Linked DNA regions of Mus musculus: all the other regions are linked to region 3. The links are chromatin contacts, called in public ChIA-PET, HiChIP or PLAC-seq and promoter capture Hi-C maps. All regions are on one chromosome and are shown on one strand. Each heading gives the region's core, a stretch centred on a gene start, on an enhancer-like site or on the middle of the called end of the contact. The rest is flanking DNA. Distances are from core to core; before and after follow the strand shown. Region 1 holds the start of Sass6 (SAS-6 centriolar assembly protein). Region 2 holds the start of Cdc14a (CDC14 cell division cycle 14A). Region 3 holds the start of Frrs1 (ferric-chelate reductase 1). Region 4 overlaps Cdc14a (CDC14 cell division cycle 14A). Region 5 holds the start of Rtca (RNA 3'-terminal phosphate cyclase).

Region 1 (2,700 bases), core at 197-2,696, 270 kb before region 3:
AATAACGTTTAGTACTAGCCCTACAGCCAAAGCTGACCAAGTATTTACTCTTAATTTTTCTCAATTGTTTATTTCAATTTATTTCAGAATGTTCATGAAGATACGCACACTGAATTTTAGAGAAAGTTAAGGAATTTTCAGTATTAAAAAAAACAACATTATTTCATGTATAGACTTTTAAATTAAATTCCAGTGTGATTCTTTGATGGAGACCAGCTAGTTGGGAGGCTAAGGCAGGAGAATTCCTGGGATCAGATGTTCAAGACCAATATGAGCAATTCAGCAAGATCCCCATCTCAAAAACAGAAAGTTGTCTTTCAAGGGAAATAGTACTCTAACTTTCAAAGCGTAATCACAGAACACACACACACACACACACACACACACACACACATTTTTAAAATCTATTGTTTGAGTTTAGAAACAGTGTATAGCAGGTTAGTAAAATGTTTTCTTTTTTGGTGTAGAGGGTAATGAGGCTTCCTGTGACTTTAGACTTAACTCTCCAGGAAAACACCTTATGAACTTGTAATTATTATTCTGGGACGGAGAAGGAAAAATAAACGTAAAATAACAAACTTCAAAGTTGAAAGCAAAGTTTTTTGTTTTGTTTTGTTTTGTTTTTTTCTTTTTTTTGTCTCTCAACAGACATTAATGTCATAAGACATTTTGGTTGTAAGTGCAAAAGTATTAGTGGCTCCTAATGTATAAAGAACAGGCAAATTACTAATCTACAAGTCTAAACAAACAAACAAAAATTGTTTCTAAGTTTCTTCCCCATGCATTCACAAGTGGTTATCGTTCAAAAACAATAACTATAATTAATTAGAACCCAGTTAATAAAACCTAGTGATCTTTTTCAAGCACTCCTTTATAAAAATAATCACTTCCCCTGAGGATGGGGGACTAGCGGAAGGAAGGATGAGTGTAAGGGTCTCTGAGACAGCAGAGGGAGCTTTTAGTACAAGAAAGCAATGCTCCTCGGGGGCTCCTCGCGGCTCCGAGCGGTGGGCAGAACTGCATTTACTTAAATCCATGGGACGGAAGCAGGAACCTGTCAAAGGGGCGAGACTGGGGTCCAGCACCCACAGACCCGCGACTCCCAGGAAGGGAGGGCGATAGCTGACCTCGGCGGAGCCAGCGTGTTCGCCACAGAACCTTTTCCCCGCGGCCGCCACCATCCTGCAGAAGCGCTTCTTCTTTTCTACGAAGTAGTTGCATCTGCCGTCGATGGGAAATCCGATCGAGGGCGAAGTCGCCGCCGGAGCCTCCATAACGCTGGGTCCTTTTGAAAGCCTGGCTCAGCCCAAAGTTGTCAGTCCCCTTTGGTCCCACTTCCCTTAACAAACGTGGCCGCCTGAGGGGGGTGGGTCCACGGAAATGACGCATCAGCCCGGCTCGGTCGGTGCCCGAACCGGAAAAAGGTGACGGTGGCTGACGAGGTCCAAAGCTCCTTCGTTCCCTCTGTTTATCGTTTCCCTCCTCCTCCGCGGGAGCTGAGCGCCAAACTCAAACTCATCGGGACCGGCTCTTCTTTGCAGCCGGGACCGAAGGCCGGGCCTACTGGGCTTCTTCACCCTCCCGTCGGGGCAGCGGTCCGACATGAGTCAAGTTCTGTTCCAGCAGCTTGTTCCCTTGCTAGTGAAATGCAAAGACTGCGAGGAGAGGTGAGCTCCCGGAGCCGGCGGGTGGCGGTTGGGGTCGCGCCAATGGGGAAGATGGCGGCTGGGTTCCGTGGGGATCGGTCGGTCCGCGGGTGTCGGACTGTCACACCGGGAATCGGGAAGGGACCCTGCGGACTTAATGGATACCTTTGTTTGTGGCCGGGCCGGCCGTTGCGGAGGGGACGCGAGGAAAGGGAATGAGGAAATGGCAAGCCGACTCCTTCACGTCCGTGTTCTGGCCCTCAGCGGGACAGAGCCCAGCCTGTCCTTTCTGGGTGGCAACTCTGATTCTCCCTGTCATTTCCACAAAAGCTTCACGGTGACTTCAGGGAGCTGTCCGCACTAGGATTCAGGTCGCCCGGCCCTTCACTCATGCTCTCCTTTGAAGAACACTGGGGGTGAAGCTTTAGAACTCCATCTAAAAACAAAACAAAACGTTCAGTGACATATTTCGGTTCATCCGCACGTCAGTTTCAATCATTTAACCAACTCCCAAAACTGGAAAAATCAGGAATTCTGTACATTCAAAACATAAGTCAACCCGTAAAGCCCTTCGTCGGACCCCTGGGGATACCTTGATCTTCACAGAGTTTACACTAGGGTATCTTATCGCACAGATGAATGCAAACTTGCCACACTAACCACAGGCGATCTGATTTTTCCCTCTTTTACTAATAACTTTTTAGTTGTTAGTTTCTGTGAACATTACATTTTCTCATTTGCTAAATTGATTTAATATGTCTAGCTGTTCATTTGATTGCAATGAAGACCAGGTGTGAAAATGTTTGTAGAAACTAAACGGTGAAAAAAATGTTGAATTAAAAAACAACAAAAACAAAAAGAAGACACTGATGTATTGAGTCGCTGGACTGTTAAACTGTGGTATGCGATTTAAAATTAGGTCCAGAATCAACCAGCAAAGCAGTCAGAAAAATGGACTTAAAACATCAGCCGTATATAGGAATCTGTAGGTTATTTAATTGTCTTATTGTTTGTTTGATTTTGACAGTTGAAGTGGTGCCCTCACTTAGCATGC
Region 2 (2,700 bases), core at 53-2,552, 440 kb before region 3:
GGATTAATAACTGCTACACATCGTTTAAAGACCTTTAACACGTGGGATTCTTGGAGAAACAGGATCTTCCAGAAAGCTACAGAGCCCCAAAAGCACATCTTGCTAAGAGGCTAGAAGACCCAGCAGGGGGCAGAGCATCTTCTGAGTTCCCTCACCCCCTGGTTGCGTGCGGGCGGGTGCAGACAGGAGCTGTGGGTACCCGCAAAACTGGAGACACAAGTTTGGTTCGGAAACCTTCAGACCTCAGCTGCGGTGGAATGGGAAAAGAGGCGAGCTTCTGCCGCTGCAGCTTAGCAGACTTCAAGAGGAAGGAAGGAAAGATAGGGGGGTGTGGTTGGGGGTAGGGGGTGTCCCAAAAACACGGGCCAGCCACCGAGGAAGTAGAGAGTTAGCGGATGGAGGATTAAAACCAGCAGGCTCCCCACCAAGATAGGTTTGCAGGAGGATCCCAAGCAGAGAAGCCTGCACTGTCCGGGTACGAGGAAGCTGCAGAGGGAGTGAGAACGCGAAAAAAGAAGCCGGAAGCAGGGGGTCCTCCGGGAGTTGAGTAGCGAGAAGGGGCCCGAGCGCCGAGCCGCAGTACTGAGGGACACAGGGCCCGAAAAGAAACCCAGCATAGAGGCTTGGGACAAAGGGGTGAGCCGTGAGGAGTTGGGGGGGGGGAGTGGCGTGGAAGGGCCGGAGGATGCCGGGTGGCTGCTCCTCACCTTTCATGAACTCGCAAGCCCCGATTAGTTCCCCAGACTCCGCTGCCATCTTAAGCGAGATCCGCACGGGGGAGGGCTGGGTCGTGGCCAGCTGAGGTCACCCGCCCCCGGGGGCTTCCCCACTGCCCAAGAGCTGGGAGCTCGCGGTCCCAATCACCGAGCCTGCCTGAGGGAGGAGGCAGTCGCCCAAGGCGGAGGCAGCTGCAGGGTCAGCGCGTGGGGCGCCCCGGGGACATTCCGTGGGGAACCGAACCCGCTGGGCGCGGGACGCACACGCCCCGGGCTGTAACCGCTGTGATCCGGACTCTGCGGCGGCGGCGGCTGCTGCTGCTTCTCGAGCTGCAGCTCCTCCTTCTCGCGCTGCACCGTCTCCACCAAACCTGGACGGCGCACACCAGCTCCCAAGGCCGGGCAAAGTCTTTCCCCGGCTCCCAAAGTGATCATGGAGGACAAGACGTTTGGCCCGGATCGCGCCCGTGGCCACTCGTGCGGCAGCGGGCAGGACTCCGGAGGTGTCCGCGGGGCTAGTAGCAGCTGCTCAGACTCCTCCTTCGCCACCTCCTTTCAGCAGCAACTCTTCCTCCCTCTCCTCCTCCTCCTCCTCTTAGGTCCGCCCCCAGACCTGCCTCCCCGCCCTCCCTCGTCCCCCTCCACTTTCACCACTCCGCGGCCATCCCTTAAAGGGACAGCTCGGCTCCTTTCTCTGAGCCGGCCTCGGGCCCCAGTTACCAGGCGCCCCGCGGGTCACTAGGAGCCAGTTGCTAAGGCTTTGTTGCCTTTCACCAATTGCTACACAGGAAACTTGGCCCTCTGCCTGGGTGGGGTGGGGGTGGGGTGGATGTCAGGCGGAGCCACAAACTTATGAATGAAAAAGGATGGGTAGAGAGGAGTGAATGCCTCCCAGGAAGCTGCGACTGCCTGGCGGGCTGAGATGCTGTCTCCACGTCTGCACCGGCTAGCTCTTCTTCCACACCAGATTTTTTTTTGTCTCTCAAGCTCTTTCCTGCTTCACTCAGTTTCTTCTAAACTCGCGCGCGCGCACACACACACACACACACACAGAGACACACACGCACGCGCGCGCAGACACACACATTGAAAAACCTCAGACCTTCTCCATGTCGGGTCGTACCGCTAGCTATCTTTCCACCAACCCCTATTCTCACCACTATCGGATCTGTGTCTTTATAACCAATTTTCAAAAGAAGCGATACCTCCTAGCTCCTGAGTACACGGACTGATGCCCTGTAAGTACTAGAGTCTGCTCTCACCTAGGCTTTGTTCTCAAGGGGGAAAAAAATTCCCGTCCAGTTCTCCAAGTCCTTTCATTTTGGCCACAGGTGTGAGCGCAAAATTACACCAGAAGTGTAAGGCTCTAGTCTCGGACTGTAGGCTATCCTAGGCGAAGGGAGAAGAGGGAAAAGGATCTCTTGTCCACAAGAGAAATGAACAGAAGATTTCTGTAGTCTTGGCTGGAGCGTTGCAAAGGAGTACAAAGGCTCCTCTCCAGGAGGCCCCGGACTTGTTCGGCAACGTTTTGATCCAGTTTGGAGAACTTTAATGCTGGGAGCCCTAGGGACGGAACTAGTGGCCAGCCCTTCCCTTACGAAAATGGCGCTACTGAACCACTATCACCAGAGCATGCGCTCTGAGTGGTTTCTCCTTGAAACGGGGATTTGTGCAAGCCTTTGAAAGCTCGCAGTTGCGTGTTGACCTCTAGGGAGAGAGGGGGCGCTCGAGCAAAGTGCCGGCTGAAGCAACTTGGAACACTGACTCCAGGGAGGCAATTCTTAGGCCATTCTTCTGCTCTGCCGGCTTTCCATAAAGCTAAACAAGCACAAAACTAAGTGGATACTACTTTGATATACTGGAAAGTTATTCAGAGCATCTCGGTAATTCTAGCCAAACACATCCTTGGTAAGGGAGTTAAAAAGACACCCTCTCCTTACATTCAAAAGTTAACCCCGAAAAAGAAACAGACTTTACAACTGTA
Region 3 (2,700 bases), core at 23-2,522:
GCGGGGGTGGGGCGGGTGGGGTTGAGGGTGGGGCGTTTGTTAAATGTTAACAGTTCTTCCTAGGCCGTTCAGAGGTGGGTGTTCTTTCCTATCTCTTCTTTTCAAATGGATCTAAAGAATTTACTGGTGTTGCGCAATGGGTAACCACAGGTCAAAGCCTGCCTCACGATCCTTCCCCCAACCCACACGTCCTCCCAAGTTAGGACGACGTGGTTAACATTTTTCAGATATAGATTTTTTTCCCTAGCACTGAACATGTTCTTTTGCAAAATAATGCAAGGCACAGACTAAAAAGAGACAATGGGAAGCCACAGCCACACGCATTTCAAGTTGTACTTTACAAAAAGAAATCTCGAAAGAGTCCTTTCAACTTTTATAATTTGTGCACTTTGGGTGGTGGTAGTGCAGACCTTTAATCCTGGCAATGTGGAGGCAGAGGCAGGAGGATCCCTGTGAGTTTGAGACCCGACTGGTCTACACAGCTAGTTCTAGAACAGCCAAGGCTACACAGAGAAACAGTGTCTCACACCCCCCCCACCAAAAACAAAACAAAACAAAACTGTGCGCTACGATTTCTTTACAAAATTTTGTAGGTAACTAAATAGTATGTGGAGTGCTGCTAGATTTAAGAAAAAAAAAAAAAAAAAAAAAAAAAGGGTGGGGTGGGGAGAAGGACTAAAGCTGGGAGTGGTGGTCCACCCATTTAACCCAGAAGGCGGCAGAGGCACAGCTAAGGCTGCTGCACAGAGAAACCCGGTCTCAAAACAAAAACAAAGGGGGCGGAGGTGGTCCTGTAAATTCTCACGGTGAACTTCAATTCTATATTTAGCCAGTCATTAAAAAGCAAACCAAACCAAGCCATCAGCATGCCTGTGGTACTGCGTACTTCAGTACTCACACTGCTAACTGAAATTGCAGTGGAACTGGGTATCCTACTTATTTGCTGAATATGGCTACCTCGCTCAGGCAGGAGGAGCAGGTGCCTTTGTCTTTGAGTCACAGGCAACAGGTATGCATTCAAATAGGCTGGTAGAGAAAACCAAGGAAAGTGTAATTTGCTCAGTGCAACAGTAGCTAGTGAGTTAAAAACACGCAGAGCGTTTTTATTTTTTAGAAACAGAACCCTTCTAGTTTCACATGTGCAGTCCTAAAGCCCATCCCGGGCTCGGAAACCAGGTAGGGCAGCTTGGGTCGCCAGCCTTCCCTGCCGGTTTCCCAGTAAGCTGGCTCCGCCTAGTTGCAGCTCCGCGGTACCCGCCGGAGCCAAGCCGGAAGTTGCTCAGGCTGCCTCTGCTGCTCAAGGTAAGAGCCCGTTCTGTTTAGTTTTCTGTGTCAAGACTCTTGGTAAAGCTTATAAAAATCAGAGCTAGCTGGGCGACGGCGGCGAGAGCAGGCACCTTGCGTGGTCTGGCAGTCAGGAGGCTGGAGGAGGGCTGCGCTCGCCGGCAGGGTTGTCTTGATCTGTCTAGCGATTTAGTTTCCCAATATGCCTCGTGACTTTGACTAAAGAGCCCTAATCCCCAAAATGGGGTAGTTGTAAGGACAGACGAGCATGAGGGCCCGAAAAGTATTGACTTTAATTTGTGCTCCATAAGAAAAATTGAACAACGGAAACTTGACTTTTGCATTGAAACCTAATGTCATAGTTTGCCCATGTGCGAGTTACTCGTGTGTGTGTGTGTGTGTGTGTGTGTGTGTGTGTGTGTGTGTTCTTATGTCTGTGCATGTCCAGCAGCCTCTTCTCTTCTCCTTTCTTTTCTTTCCTTTCCTTTTTTTCTCTTCTCTTCTCTTCTCTTCTCTTCTCTTCTCTTCTCTTCTCTTCTCTTCTCTTCTCTTCTCTTTTCTCTTCTCTTCCTCCTCTTCTCGTCTCGTCTCGTCTCGCTCTTCTCTTCTCTTCTCTTCTCTTCTCTCCCTCTCCCTCTCCCTCTCCCTCTCCCTCTCCCTCTCCCTCTCCCTCGCTTTTCTTTCCTTTCCTTTTTTCTTTCCATAATGTCTAAGGTCAAAGGGAAAATTTCAACTAACAAATGTGCTTTCTGGAATTTCTCCTAACATAGCTAAACTTTAAACTTTCAGTTCAGCTACAGGTATGTAAGTCTGCAATGGTGGAGGAAAATGTGATACAAGTTTCTATTAGCTAATAGTACATTTCTAAGAAAAGAACACTTACTTCAGGTTGGTACAACTAGGCAAGATTCCAAGGAAAGAAGGCTATTTTATCCGGAGCCCTGGCTTAGGATCTCATTAAGTAGCCTTAGCTGTCCTGGAACTTTCTCTATAGAACAGGTTGGTCTCAAACTTACAGAGATCTGCTTGCCTCTGCCTTCTGACTACTATGATTAATAGTGTGTGCCTGGTTAGGTGTTTTATTTAATTCTTACAAAGTAGTTTTTTTTTTTTTTTTTTTTTTTTTTTTTAAACTGGTACTGCCTCCAAAAATAAGAAGCCTAAGTGAGAGTGAGAATAAATAATTTGCTCTGGGTCACAACAGTGGTCCCTGACAGGTGATAATGGGTAAATGGATCAAGGTAGGGGAGATGTTCAGAGAACCTGATGACCAGAGTGCAACCCTTAGGTTGTACATGATGGAAGGAGAGAACTGACTTCTGCTAGCTGTCCTCTGACCTCTACGGCATGCCGAGGCAAGTGCAATTTAAAAACAGAGGACCAATTCAAACACAGAAATACCGTACAGTTTAATGT
Region 4 (2,700 bases), core at 154-2,653, 490 kb before region 3:
AAAGGAAAAAAAACCTACTTATTTGTGAGATGCACAGACAATTTCACTTTTGTTCTAACTTACAGAAGCAGAAATACTCAGAGTGGAACAATTGAGGACATTAAATAGGCAAGCCTGTGGTTACGAAGCAGAAACCCACTGTGTTCCCAACGGCCTGCGTCTGGTCTACTTTAAATCTACCAGGCTCGGTATTCTAATTAAAACACAATAATAAGACCGAATCTTATCTTCTGCAGTCTGGTTGAAGCCAGTATATAGAAAACCCTTCCAATCCAATAGAAACCACAGACCAGGAAGTCAGCAACGAAGAACACAGTACTGCCTAACAAAGATGGAGACACAATGTACCGTAAGGGGGAAGCAGAATTGGGCCTCACATCACCACCCCATCACTTACGTCTACCCTAAAAATCCTTCATCCCACATCTTCATAGAAATGGGCTGTGACTTCGTTTGTTTGTCTGAGGTTCTGTTTGCTCTGAAATGCCCTCATGACATCTCTACATTTTCATCTGGAGTTTGGGTTAAGTAGACAGATGACAAGCAGCAGACACGATTGTGTTTATCTCAAAATTCATTTGGATGAGAAACACTCCTTCCACCTCTCTCATGGATACAACCAGAGTGGAGCTAGCGGGAGCCTTTGATGGGCTGTTTTTTGGGAGGATTGCAGATATTAGCCACATGTGTCTCCTCATTTAATTTCATGGAAAGCAGAATTTTCATAATCAGCCTGAATAGATGTCTCTCCAGAGCTGATGATGCGACTGGGACAGTCGCACATCTCTTGCTAGAACTGTTTCAATGACACCGTGGACTGCTTATGCCTGATTCGAGCCCATGTGCCAACACACACATCACCGACAGTTAAATCATAAGGACGTAGGCCAAGCCTTTGCCAAGCAAACCGAAGAAAACCACACCAATAGAAAATCTTCCCCTCTCTCTTTTCCTCTTCTTCTCTTTCTGCTGCCACCTTGTCTCTCGCTCCCAATAAAACCTCTTCCACATGAAAAAAAAAAAAAAAAAAAAAACAGAATGGGGGATGGAAGAAAATGTGTGGCCCCTAGAGTACCTAAGTCCTTCATATTCCTGGAGTAACCACAGGTTACATGTTACATACATGTATACCCAGGTAAGCATATGCCTGTGTATAACCTATCAGTCACTGTCAGAAGGCAACCTCTAGGTAAAACTCGGTTCAAATCAGGCTCAAATCAGAACATGTTTATGATCAAGATACTAGTGGCTGATGTAAGTCATGATTAAACATTTAAGTTTTTCAAACATCTGTCATTTTGTATGATAACTCTTTCACTTACAAATGAACTACACTTCAAAGCTTACTTAAAAAGGCAAATATCTCAAACTCCGGATATACTTTACCCAAGATCAAAGCTCAAAGTTGAAGCCAGTGATGACAACCTGGCAACCTGTGTTCAGTCTCCAGAAACCATGTAAAAGTGAAAGGAGAAACAGACTCCACAAAGTTGCCCTCTGACCTCTAACCTCGGAGTTCACCAGGGCACATGTGTGCCTGCCCGCACTCACTCGCACACAAAATAATAATAAATAAAAGTAAAATCTTAAAAATAAGGAAACCGTGAGGGAATGAATGAGTACATTCTCAGTGACTCTACATTGAAATCTGAACTACTTCAATTGTTTTAACAGTATTGTATTATATTTATGTCAATTCTATTTCAAAATGCATAACTCTCCTTAATATTTGACATTTTTATCTAAGGCTGATTTAAAACCTGGGGCAATGAGAAGTGGGGCAGAGATAAGAGGAGAGATTTTCCTTGTGGTAACAAATGGGAACTGTTGGGAAGGAAACACTTTCTGAGCACACACAGCAAGAGGGCTGCAAAGCAGAGATGGAGCCCAGTCAAGATTGGATGTTTTCCATCAAACCATGGCCTGAGATCTGCCAGGAATGGAGAAGGTAAACCAGGCTCTCAGTGTTCATTCAGTAACCAGATCATGTAACCAAGGAACATTAAACAACAACAGTGTTCTCTAAGTTAAATTTTTAGTTGAATGTAGCAGAGTGTGCCTGTAACACCAGCACTCAGAGATCAAGACACAGGGAGCTCAGGTTTGAAGCCAGCCTGGGTGACATCACAAGACCTTATCTCAAAAATAATAAGCAATTTCAAAACATTTTCAAATATCTTTCTCCTGGTTTTCTCTGGGTTTTGAGGAGTTTGCGGGGGAGATGTTAAGGCAAACTTTCAAGGCAGAGCCACACTGCATACAACTCAGGTCTCACAGCTCCTGCCTGGTAATGTGTAAGCGCCTTCTCTTTGAACTTACTCAAGAAGAGAAAACTAACAATGGACTCAAACAAGGAACTGGTTGTTCTCTTCCAGTGTTTACCAAAGAGTTGTTGCTTGGAGAATGCAGGAGAAACAAGAGCTTGCCCCACTAGGTGGGTGTTTACAGAACAGATCCTGTGGTCATTTGTCTGTACATTAGCCTGAACTTTGCAAACAAATGCCACATGACAAGATTGTCCTTCAAGAAGAGAAAAGAATTGATCCCTCTTAAGCATGCAAAGGTCTTGTTTTGAAGTAAGCAGGTTCCTACATGCCATCGCTCACTAATTTCCACAAACGAGAACACAGACAAGTAAAGGCAACCACAGACCTACCTTACCACACACTTACTTTATAGAAAATACATCTTCCTTCCTTG
Region 5 (2,700 bases), core at 47-2,546, 350 kb before region 3:
CTCGGGGGTAAAGGTTATCTCTGTTGAGCCGATTTCTGCTCCCTCCAGGTGCCCGCCACACAAATCACGAACCATTTCCAGTCCAGATAAATGCTGAGGCCTTCAGGTCATAAGACTGCATCAAAACGTGTGCCATCAGACTGCCTATACCCCACTCTATGACAGTTACAAAAGCAATGGCCAGAAAACAAGTGTGATGTCTTCCAACAGGAGAACTTTGTCTGGGGCTTTTGATTTCATTCAATGACCACCCCGTGACACCAGTACTACCTAAATTATGTACTCCTCATCCCTAAATTCCCACCTTGAGGCCTCAACCCACACAAAATGTGATCATTTAAACAGGCCTTTTAAAGGTACAATCAACATAAGGGAGGCTATTAGGGGGTGCGGTAATACAATTTGACTGCTATTCTTATGAAAAGAGAGGGTGAGATTAGAGGAACAGGGATGTAGTTCAGTGGGTAGAGGGCGTGCACAGTGTGGAGGAGGCCTTAGGTTTTATTTCCAGAACCACATAAACTGGGCATGGTGGCACACAGCTGTAATTATAGCATCTGAGAGGTGGAAACAGGAGAATCGAAAGTTCAAGGTTATTCACCCTAGCAGAGAAGTTCCGGATTACCCTGGACTAGATGATATCTTGCAAGAACAATTAACAATAAACCTACCATGACAAGAACATGGACAAGCTACCCTGTTTCAAGGCGTCCTAAGGACAACTAGCGGCCTGCCCTATGGACAGAAACGGAGAGCAAAGGCCGCACTCTTAATTGCCGCCCGGGCCTCCTCCCCCCTAGAACCCGGGCTCCGATCTCCGGGCTCCCAGGCCCCCTACCCAAACTCCCCGCCCGCCCGCCCGCCCGCAGTACCTGAGGCCCGGCGTGCTGCGGCCCGCGCGGATCTTCTGCACGCGCAAGGGTAGGCCCAGGAGGCAGCTCAGGGCGGTGGAGACCCTGAGGATCTGGCCGCCCTGTAGAGAGCACCGGGGTGGAGAAATGACAGAGGTTGAATGGAGGCCCCCGCCGCCACGGCTCGCCCCGGCCCCTAGCAGTCCCACACTCACCCCTTCCATGATCCCACCGTCCACCTCCACCCGCTGGCCCTCCATGGCGGGCGCCTCTGAGCCCGGCCGGCAGCGACCACGTCCCTGCTGCAACCGGCAAAAGACGAGGCGCCCGCAAGCCCGCAGGCCTGATAGTGCGCTTCCGGGCCGAGCTCGCCGGAAGGAGAAAGAACCCGCGCCTCCCGGGAAACTGTTGCTGTGGAAACGAATTCCCCAGGGGACCCTGCCGGCAGCTGTACGCATGCGCTCCACCCAGCGCTCAGAGAGGCCGCGCGGGGCGTTGTGCGACTGTGTACCCAAACTAGCAGGGAACTGGGCTGGCCACAAGGGGGTGACACAGCAAAACCTTCAGGCTCCAGAAGCCCTTTCCCCCCAACAGGTACATTCTTCAGTTATCCCCCAGGCTGGTATTTTATTTTCCCAATCATGTGTAAGCACTGCCTTCTCCAGCATCCTCGGGTACCTCAAAGACTGGGAAATGAGGCTGAATTGTGTGATGAAACATCACTGTCGCCTAATTTCGATACTGTACTAACACAGTATTTTGGAAGCATGTAGATTACTTAAATCAATCTGGAACGTGCTCCAAGATGTGAATGGTTACTTGAAATGTTACCGTCAGAGCCTGGCCCCTGGCAGGCCTTAACAAAGTAGGCTCAGCCAACACCTTCTCAGTAGCCAAGCCAAGAAATAAGTATTAATGGAAGGCAGAAAGAAGAGATCTGTTACGTGTGGTCCCATTGGGAAGAGAAAAAAATAAATAAATAAACCTAGTCTATCTTCAGGGTTCTGATGGAAAGCTTAGGTTTAAGTAGAGAGCAACAGTGATTCACATGCAAGCAGTCCTAATCTAGGTGTGGTCCAGGCCAACACTGACCTGCCATCGACTCAATCTCTTCTGCAAAGTGGTCTAGCAGATTTTAGAACTGTAAAATCTCTTCCTGGGGCTGGCGAGATGGCTCAGTGGTTAAGAGCGCCGACTGTTCTTTCAAAGGTCCTGAGTTCAAATCCCAGCAACCACATGGTGCCTCACAACCATCCGTAACGAAATCTGATGCCCTCTTCTGGGGTATCTGAGGACAGCTACAGTGTACTTACATATAATAAATAAATAAATCTTTTTTTAAAAAAAAATCTCTTCTTGGATGACAAACTTGCCCCCCGGCTGGCTCGGGAACTCCGGCTTTTCCCATGGCCTAGCATGAGACTCAGAGAAACTTCCTTGTCTCATGGTCCGCTAAACCAAAGGGAGAGGCACAAACCCATTATAGTGTACAGAAGATGGTTTAGCGGCCTAAGAACCTAAAAAAAGGAGATACCAGTGATATAATTTTACAGACAGGAAATAATAAGACATTGAAGCAAGGCTGCTGTGCGAATATACATGTTGTACTTTTTAAAAATTATTATTATGTGAATGGGCATAATGTGTACACATTCATCTGTACACAGAGGCCTGAAGAGGGTATCGAATTCCCTGTGACTGGAATTCCAGAGGATTGTGAGCCACCAATCACACGGGTGAGAATCTGACCTGGGTCCTATGGAAGAGCAGCCATCTTCCCTGTGGTACCTTGATTATCATACATATTAGATTCCTATTACATAAATATAACACCCTCTGAAGAAAGCTA

The links. Promoter capture Hi-C pulls out the DNA fragments that hold promoters and counts their contacts. ChIA-PET counts read pairs in DNA pulled down with a chosen protein or histone mark. HiChIP or PLAC-seq counts read pairs in DNA pulled down with a chosen protein or histone mark.
Region 1: a promoter capture Hi-C map of hematopoietic stem and progenitor cells shows a contact between it and region 3. The contact joins the promoter of Sass6 here to the promoter of Frrs1 in region 3. A contact is called at or near these places in 12 of 39 promoter capture datasets (the C10 cell line, the HPC-7 cell line, the SN4741 cell line and 6 more), 6 of 484 Hi-C or Micro-C datasets (cerebellar granule neurons, embryonic stem cells, myocytes and 2 more), 11 of 115 datasets of contacts at active chromatin or transcription factors (the 230-238 cell line, bone marrow-derived macrophages, effector CD8 T cells and 7 more) and 3 of 9 other capture datasets (adipose tissue, liver and macrophages).
Region 2: a contact with region 3 is called in an H3K27ac HiChIP or PLAC-seq map of microglia, with 8 times the contacts expected there. The contact joins the promoter of Cdc14a here to the promoter of Frrs1 in region 3. A contact is called at or near these places in 4 of 39 promoter capture datasets (cranial neural crest, embryonic stem cells, hematopoietic stem and progenitor cells and 1 more), 9 of 484 Hi-C or Micro-C datasets (CD4 T cells, CD8 T cells, the G1E-ER4 cell line and 3 more), 8 of 115 datasets of contacts at active chromatin or transcription factors (the 230-238 cell line, bone marrow-derived macrophages, embryonic stem cells and 4 more) and 3 of 9 other capture datasets (adipose tissue, liver and macrophages).
Region 4: a contact with region 3 is called in an RNA polymerase II ChIA-PET map of memory CD8 T cells, with 8 read pairs. The contact joins the enhancer-like site here to the promoter of Frrs1 in region 3. A contact is called at or near these places in 1 of 484 Hi-C or Micro-C datasets (the G1E-ER4 cell line), 4 of 115 datasets of contacts at active chromatin or transcription factors (bone marrow-derived macrophages, fetal liver, memory CD8 T cells and 1 more) and 1 of 9 other capture datasets (liver).
Region 5: a contact with region 3 is called in a promoter capture Hi-C map of the HPC-7 cell line. The contact joins the promoter of Rtca here to the promoter of Frrs1 in region 3. A contact is called at or near these places in 23 of 39 promoter capture datasets (the 3T3-L1 cell line, 3T3-L1-derived adipocytes, the C10 cell line and 15 more), 9 of 484 Hi-C or Micro-C datasets (CD8 T cells, bone marrow-derived DN2 thymocytes, bone marrow-derived macrophages and 4 more), 10 of 115 datasets of contacts at active chromatin or transcription factors (the 230-238 cell line, bone marrow-derived macrophages, craniofacial prominence and 5 more) and 3 of 9 other capture datasets (adipose tissue, liver and macrophages).

The regions. Positions count from the first base shown.
Region 1 is chr3:116,593,512-116,596,211 of GRCm38.p6, forward strand. It overlaps Sass6 (SAS-6 centriolar assembly protein), which reads left to right and starts at 1,447. Exons shown (of 17, transcript NM_028349.3): 1 at 1,447-1,667. The coding sequence starts at 1,603. Trmt13 (tRNA methyltransferase 13) reads right to left here. Exons shown (of 12, transcript NM_030016.3): 2 at 1,128-2,082. The coding sequence starts at 1,274.
Region 2 is chr3:116,422,730-116,425,429 of GRCm38.p6, forward strand. Cdc14a (CDC14 cell division cycle 14A) reads right to left here and starts at 1,303. Exons shown (of 16, transcript NM_001080818.2): 1 at 708-1,303. The coding sequence starts at 756. It overlaps Gm40125 (a long non-coding RNA gene), which reads left to right and starts at 1,522. Exons shown (of 3, transcript XR_867571.3): 1 at 1,522-1,954.
Region 3 is chr3:116,860,408-116,863,107 of GRCm38.p6, forward strand. Frrs1 (ferric-chelate reductase 1) reads left to right here and starts at 1,273. Exons shown (of 17, transcript NM_009146.3): 1 at 1,273-1,302.
Region 4 is chr3:116,373,273-116,375,972 of GRCm38.p6, forward strand. All of the region lies in intron 4 of Cdc14a (CDC14 cell division cycle 14A), which reads right to left. Among named protein-coding and RNA genes, the nearest start is that of Cdc14a, 49 kb to the right of the region's middle. Within about 2 kb of position 1,404, at least 42 of the 459 cell types and tissues checked have an H3K27ac peak or open chromatin away from gene starts, as enhancers often do. A contact at or near this core is called in memory CD8 T cells, where this site is marked.
Region 5 is chr3:116,506,879-116,509,578 of GRCm38.p6, forward strand. Rtca (RNA 3'-terminal phosphate cyclase) reads right to left here and starts at 1,297. Exons shown (of 11, transcript NM_025517.3): 1 at 1,067-1,297; 2 at 873-973; 3 at 1-100. The coding sequence starts at 1,111.